Linked DNA regions of Mus musculus: region 2 is linked to region 1. A link is a contact called in public HiChIP or PLAC-seq data. All regions are on one chromosome and are shown on one strand. Each heading gives the region's core, a stretch centred on a gene start, on an enhancer-like site or on the middle of the called end of the contact. The rest is flanking DNA. Distances are from core to core; before and after follow the strand shown.

Region 1 (3,837 bases), core at 777-3,276:
CTGCTTGAGGAAGCCATTCTGTTATAGTGAGCCTCTGCAGGCCTGGAGCCACTGTACAGGAAGGCGCAGAAACCCTCACTTGCTGCCCACTAGAGGAGCTGTTCTGAGACTTCCAGTGCTCTCCTGGTCTCAGAAGCCCAATGCAGCTCACCACAGGGAAGCCGAGAGGCTGTTAGTAAGTAAAATCTTCTACTTGAAATGTTTCCAGTGCTTAAACTGGATCACCTCCCGCCTGGGTTGTCACTCCAGCAGATTGTGGCCTTTGGGGTTTCTTCTGGAAGTTTAGGAGTTTCTGTTGGCAATTTAAGTAAATCAGGCAGGTGGGAAAAGGGACAATAAAGCTGAAATTCAATCTCAGAGAAATGGATAGCGGGGACATTGTAGACACTTTACGTGGCTACTATTGAGCAAAGTATCTGATATCATATATATATATATATATATATATATATATATATATATATATATATATATATATATATATCATGTGTGTATTCAGTTTCCAAACTTTACTTTCATGTAACACACACATGCATCGCGATTTCTCTCACTAAGCTAATGTAAGCCTATTTTCTGTACTATTCTGACTGTTGCCATGTCTAAAGATTATCAACACTTAGGACCTGTAGACAGGAGGGTGTCTATTTTCTTTAAGGTTTCAGGTACAGATTTTTACTCTGGACAGCGAAGGGAGGGGACTTTGAGAACAAGTATTGAAACAAAAATCAAGACCCCATGACTCTAGCTAGTTTTGAAGTCCCCTGATGGAATTGCAAAAAAGCTGACAATAATGCCCCACAGAAAAACTGAACCAAATAAGGGGCATGAGAGAAGGAAAGCTCCCTGAAAACAAGATGCAGGGATTGGAGCCTGATCGACGGGTGACAACGGCAGACCTACATTGGGAGAAGTGAGCTCCATGGAATATGGAGCAAGGGAAAGCTTCAGAGATGAGGGGCACTTACTGTGATTGACAGAGTGGCTGCAGGTGGATAGTATTGTGGCTGGAGAACTAAGGAAAGAGGAGGGGGGGAGGAGGGGGAGGAGGAAGAAGAGGAAGAAGAGGAGGAGGAGGCCAGAGCGTCAGCAGGGCCAGGTAATGAAGAGTAGCCTAAAGGGTGTAAGGAATTTTGGACTCAATCCATAGAGGCAAAGAGATGTCTATACACTCAGATCATTTTTTTAAAAAACCGTCTGTGGACAGACAGGGGGATGGCAGGGGGTGGGAGCTTCATGCTATAGCTCAGGCGACACTTCTGGAGCTCGGATCATAGTTTGAACCCCGGAGGCAGAGTGAAGTGTGAAGCTTCTGAAGATGCCTCGGAAGCACAAGTCTGAGCAACTGGTGGCCTGTTGTTGACACCGGAAAGATGACTTCAGGATGTCTGGTGTGTTTCTGGTATGAGTAATGGATGGCTGATGATGTTGGGGCTGGGGGAGGGGGTGCAAGTTGGTGCATGGGATAGGGAATTTAGGTATGGCCAGAGGCGGTTTTGTAATTGCTAAATGAGTAGATATAACATATGCTTAGGAGAGTTTCTGAACTGATGATCACAGAAGAGACGGGATGACTCAGGGAGAGTGAAGGAGCTGGCACTGGGCACTGAAGAACTCCAATATGGGGTTTTGTGTAGATGGAAAAAGACCACAAAGAAACTAAGAGAGATTGCCATGATCCTCGGACATGGGAGATATTCGTGGGAAGACTGACAAGAGTCCTGAAGTTACAGGAAGACGGTGTTTTGAAAAGTAGGGATAATGCAACAATAGAGATCCTACAAAGCATGTGCAACTTCAATGAACAAAAGTCACTGGTGATGTCTTGTGACATCTGTACAGGTTTTGCTAATGAACAGTTAAGCCACACTGAGGTGGGCTAATAATAGTAACAATATGTACTCTGGGCATATGCAAAGCTGAACATTAATATTATCATAGTGATCCAACAGTCTTTTGAGGGTGATGGGTACTATTAATCATCTAGTCTACAGATAAGAAGAATGAGACAGAGAGGGGTCACATGACTATCCCAAGTCATACATTAGGAACATGACTCAGGCTCAGCCAGTCAGAGTCAGGAGTTCATTCTCCAAACAGTACAGTGTCCTGACTGTTTTTTTTTTTCCTTTTAAAGATTTATTTATTTATTTTATGCATAAGTACACTTTTGCTCTCTTCAGACACACCAGAAGAGGGCATCAGATCCCATTATGGATGGTTGTGAGCCACCATGTGGTTGCTGGGAATTGAACTCAGGACCTCTGGAACAACAGTTCGTGCTCTTAACCGCTGAGCCATCTCTCCAGGCCCTGTGTCCTGACTTTTAAACATGAATGTGAGAATGGATACAATATGGTGTAGGGAAGTCGTGAGAGCAGCTCAGCTGTGACACACTGGGCAGCAGGTAGGTGCCCAGGGACTGTTCGTACAAGAGCAGTGTTTGTAAGGCAGAGTCAAGAAATGGGTTCAGATATTGACTGGAAGCGTCTAGAAGGGAGACTAAAGTCATCAAGGAATGAGGTCATCAGTGGAAGGTTACAGAGTAGTTTGGGTGGAGGGGGTATGTGCTGAGCACAGGTTTGGAGACTCCCTGCCGGGGAGGAGAAAATGGGCACTAAAAAAAATGTTTGCAGAGGTGGCCAGTTAGATCCCTTCCTTGTCCTGAAATAAAAGGTGAAAGGCATAAGGGGAATGAGGGAGAGGGGTAGACAGAGATGCAGGTTGCATCAAAGAGACGGCAGCATCCACTCAGTCAGTGATTCCGAAAGCCAAGGGGAAAGCAACCTTAGTGACAGGATGGTTGGAGGGAGCTGAGAGGCTGAGGAAGGCTCACAGGGAAAGTTATCTGTGAGCAGGCAAGGTCAACAGCGCCTCTAATTCTTAGCTCTCCAGGGACACGGAGAGCAACTGAGAACCAGCCCTTTTGGGTGGGAGAGGATGGAACTGAACAATCAGTACTGGGGATTGGCATGGACAGTATGCTCAGGCCTTCTTAGTTCACGTGCAGAGCTAAGGAACTCATGTGACCCGCACACTGGTGAACACTGTGAGGGACCCGGGGCAAATCACCGTCAGGTGGGAAATTCTCAGTTGTCCACACAGGCTTCTTGTTAGAATCCAAGAAAACAATGCTTTTTCGGCAAAGCACTTGTGAAAAAAAATGAGCAGATTGGGATAATGGGAAAGCAATGACATTCTCGGCTCCCAAGGGAGAGCTGAGCTCTGGAAATAACTTAATACGTGAACCATAGGAACGTTTCAGAAAAAAAAAAAAATGCTTTCAACATTCTCAATAGAGAATTCAGAGAGACAATCACCATGAAAGAGGAGCAAGGCCCATGAGAACAGGACATAGAATGAAAATAAAAACGCTGTTTGGGAAAGAGAAAGAGACTCTGCAGACATGCAGGATTCTTTTTATTTTTCCTGCTTAGAGAGATGAAAGACTTTCATGAGGGACTCTTCTTATGAGTTCATTAGTCTCCACAACTCTGAGAGGCAGATGTTTGTTCCCATTTTAGAGGAGGCAAAAACCAAAGTTCCCGTGACCTCTGACTATGGCAGTACATACTCGGTTGCTTGCTCTTGGAAAATTCTTGTCTCAAAGTTTCACTTGTCATTGGGCCATGGAGATACCTCAGTGCCAGACTTCCCTCTGGTAAAGCAGTTTCCTCTGCAGCTTATCTATTTCAGGACAGAAACGGAAGGACAGTGGCCTGTCCCACGGCTGCCCCTCCCTTACTTGCTGTATCCCTCCCGGCTCAGCTGTGAGGCATACAGAAGGTCCTGAGACCACATTCCAGCCTCAGCATCAACAGTCACCAAGGATTCTCCAGT
Region 2 (3,845 bases), core at 625-3,124, 400 kb after region 1:
CATGTCTTCCCTTATGGTTGACACATCTTTTCAAAAATACAATGAGCTTGCTTAAATGAATTCAGGAACTCTTCCCATGTTATGTCTCTCTGACTTTTAGATGAATCTTAAGTCAGAAACATCAACTGAAAAATACAGACCTAATGGCCTGGTAAAGGTGGCCACTTTAAAGGTGGTAAATGGTGCCAATTTAAAGCACCAAGTAATTCTAATGGAGCCATTACTTTTATCTCCATTTAACAGATTAGAAAAGTGAGGCACAGAGAGGTTAGGTAGTTCACCTGATGCTATGATTTGTTCATTGAGTGTGGGATATGATTCAAAGCTGATATTCTGGCCCAGATCCGCATGATCTGGCCTGGATGTCGCATGCCTCTTGTTATTACATCAGTGCTGTACACCAGGGTTTCTTTGGATTGCGGAATGAGTGTGTCTGTAAGAAGGGAGCCTTTGGATGGTCTGTGGTGTTGTCTATGTAGTCTTAGGAGGGCCTCTCCCCGTCTCTCTGAAAGATACTGTTGTCATTTGGTTCTAAGCCTGTTCCACTTTATTGCCTTTTAGTATGAGGGCAGGAAAAACAGGTTCTTACTTAAAATTGGAGTTGTTATGGAAGGTGCCAGGTTTGGACTGTCTTCGTATTTCAGGGATGTGACAAGCCTTTGCTATTGAAGCTTTCTAGTTGGCAGCGTTAGTAGGTGCACGTTGACATTTCTGTCTACATTCCTGTGTCTTAGAGGGAAAATAAGTTTGCCAGTGTTTATCTTCCTGAGTATTACTTGACATTAGTGCTGCCCGAGAAGCCAAACTTGCTTGAACCAGTCACCCAGATGGCCAGACTGGGTGGCGAACCTGCCTTAACGATGCTCGGCGGTTGACACGTGGGGCTGTGAGGTGTGCTGCTCCCTCGTCTGTGCCAGGCATGCAGAGCGTGTTCTTTGATGGGGTGAGACAGATGGTACCCTGCAATCTAAAATGATGAGGCAGGAAAGAAAAGTTGAAAAAAAAAGTAGAGAAAGGGCATTTGATTTTCTAATTCACATTTCGGAAGTGAATTCGAGCCTCTGTGATTGACTAACACATGCAGTGTTGCTCTAAGACATGAATCCATTAGCGTCTGTTTGAACAGATCTGAGTAATCGGCAGGAAGCAAGCTTTTCCTTCATGGCTACTGTCCCAAATTTCATGGGGTTGCCTCCAGATCCAGATTTGGGCCCTTGAAAGACAGCGCAGATCAATCTAGATTTTCAGAGTAACACATCCCATACCACCCATCTCAACCAACAGAGGACAAAGGGCTGACTTTCATTTTCATGCTAGAATATATATTTAGATATTTCTACACATACATGTATCAATAGGAGTGGGGGGGGGGGGTACAAGTGCCTGGCGAAGTAGCCATGATAAGGATAATTAATCAGTCTTCATACAGCTGCTTCCTGACATTTCTGCAAATCGTTGTGGAAAAATTAATGAAGGTTAAATCAGTAATGGTTTCAAGCTTGGCCAGTGGAAAGTATGACACTGTTTCCATCAGCAAGTAAGTTGGGCTGCTTTTTTTTTTTTTTTTTTTCTTTCTTTCTATAGGGGAAGTGGTTTGCTGTGCATTCTTCACAGGAACTGGAAAGGCGCAGCTGGCCTGTGTGTGCTGCAGGTATGCAGGAGCATTCTGGGAGTGCTCCACTGACTGCCTTTGATCGACGGCACTGACTTGCCTCTTGTGCCGCTTGTAGAACAGGAATATTCTTTCTACAAGTTTTATTTGAAAGATCCAGTGAGAACGCAGGCCTTCTGTTGGCCTGCCATCCAGAGAGGCCGATGCTCTGTGAATGTGAACTTTAGGAGGTAGAGTGTGGAATTTATGACAAACAGAAAGTGAAACTCACCTCGTCCAGTTTATTTTTCAAGCTGAAGGTGGTTCAGCACAAGCCCAGTTCACATCCTGCGTAACCCTATGGGATTTCCCCAGCAGTAGTTAAAAATTTTCCCATAGGGTCACACAGGATGTGAATTAAGTAAACACTTAACAGGCACGATGAAAGGAAATCAGCTTTCTAAATGGTCCTTTCACTGTTAGCATCCTGTCCTTATTAGAAACCTGGGTAAGGGCCACGCAAGTGTCTCTTTCTCAAGCCATGACATTATTAATTGAATGTATTAATCTTCTTTGTTACATAAGACATGCATTTTCTTATAGAAGAAACGGAATCTCTCATGGGCATTTTTCATGTGTGTTTGACTTGTATGTGTGGGGGCTGGTTGTATATATGAGTGTGTCCGTTTGCATTGAGGCCAGAAAGCAACCTCAAGTGTCATACATACACCTTATCTTTTTGAGGCAGGGTCTCTCGTGGACACTATGCCATGTCTCTTTAGCTGTCTTCTTCAGTGTCACCTTCAAGTGGTGGCAGTAGAGGAAAATCAAGCTCTATAGCCTGGCAAATAACCCAGGCCCAGTACATCTTTATTACCATCTATTAAATACATCTATCTATATTATTTATATCAGTATTATCTATCTATCTATCTATCTATCTATCTATCTATCTATCTATCTATCTATCTATCTATCTAATTATGAGGTACAGATGAATAGATAGATGAAAGTTATATAGATATAATTTTGATCTACCTATTATGTCCTCATCTGTGCTTTGAGATCTAATTTAAATGTCACTTCTTAATATACCTTTTTTTTTTTTTTTTGTGCAGTTCCTCCGGGTACCTAAAACATACACATTTTGCCCATGGTGTTCCTCTACTGGTTTAGATAATTCTTTACTCTTAAATTATGTTAGCTCTCACCATTCACATGGAAAAGTGTGAATTTAGTGATCTTACACTTATTGGTAAAGTTTTATTTCTCTTTTTGTAAGACACACTCAACATAAAGTCCAGCTTAGTACTAAAGATACTGTGCACTTCCTGTACACAATGCTGGGAAGGGGCCAGCGTTTGCTGGAAGTGGAAGAATTTAGGTCTGACCCTGGGGTTGTTACTACATGGTAACTGCCTGTCATCTCTGAATGAACAAAGCATTACTCTACAGGGAAAGTGAAATAAGTAAGAATGGGGTTCTGAAAGTGTGCTTTCTACCACCGAGCCGCAGCCAAGCGTTTTTGTGGGAAGGGGTGGAGGTGTATACATGTATGTGTGCATGCTTATGTGCAGCCCGAAGACAATCTTTCATTTCTCACTGCCATTTACCTGGCTTTTTCCAGTTAAGGTTTCCACCGAGGTTAGGACCTTCGGTGTAACTGATTCTCTTAGACTTACTGACTAGCAATTCCAGAGAGTCTCCTGTCTTTGCTAACACTGTGAGTTTTTTATATGAGTTCTGGGGAATAAATTTAGGTTCCCATGCTTGTATAATAAGCACTTTACACACTGAGCTATCTACCCGGGCCCAAGTGTGCTTTTTTTTTTTTTTTTTTTTGTTAAGCTCTAGCCACTACTGTCATAGTACCTTATTTAGAATTTTCCAGTTGGCTAATTACCAAGCGATCTTTAAAGGCAGGCACTGTTAGGTTTCTGAAACATATAGACCATCTGAGTCTCAGGAGAAAATTCAGGTTTTCTCCAGAGGTAAGTTCATGCTTTCGTTTTACTACGACGGAATGTCTTTTGAAGGTCACACAGATCCACTTGCTCTGGGATTGTTGATTTCCTTCAAGGGTAGAGGCAGTACTCTTCAGCTCCATTCCACAAGGACCTCCTCTTGAGCTGCTCAGGCCTGACTCATTCAGCAGACCCCAATCCTCTTCCTGTTTGCCCATCATTCGCCCTCCCCATCTCCTCACCTCTTCCCCACCCTTCCCCTTTTCTTTCTCCATATTCCTTGATGCCAC

What was found. HiChIP or PLAC-seq counts read pairs in DNA pulled down with a chosen protein or histone mark.
Region 2: a contact with region 1 is called in an H3K4me3 HiChIP or PLAC-seq map of bone marrow-derived macrophages, with 4 times the contacts expected there. The contact joins two enhancer-like sites. A contact is called at or near these places in 2 of 115 datasets of contacts at active chromatin or transcription factors (bone marrow-derived macrophages and large pre-B cells).

The regions. Positions count from the first base shown.
Region 1 is chr10:13,682,640-13,686,476 of GRCm38.p6, forward strand. All of the region lies in intron 4 of Aig1 (androgen-induced 1), which reads right to left. Among named protein-coding and RNA genes, the nearest start is that of Pex3, 130 kb to the left of the region's middle. Within about 2 kb of position 2,027, at least 26 of the 459 cell types and tissues checked have an H3K27ac peak or open chromatin away from gene starts, as enhancers often do. A contact at or near this core is called in bone marrow-derived macrophages, where this site is marked.
Region 2 is chr10:14,084,432-14,088,276 of GRCm38.p6, forward strand. All of the region lies in intron 2 of Hivep2 (human immunodeficiency virus type I enhancer binding protein 2), which reads left to right. Among named protein-coding and RNA genes, the nearest start is that of Gm51759, 41 kb to the right of the region's middle. Within about 2 kb of position 1,875, at least 164 of the 459 cell types and tissues checked have an H3K27ac peak or open chromatin away from gene starts, as enhancers often do. A contact at or near this core is called in bone marrow-derived macrophages, where this site is marked.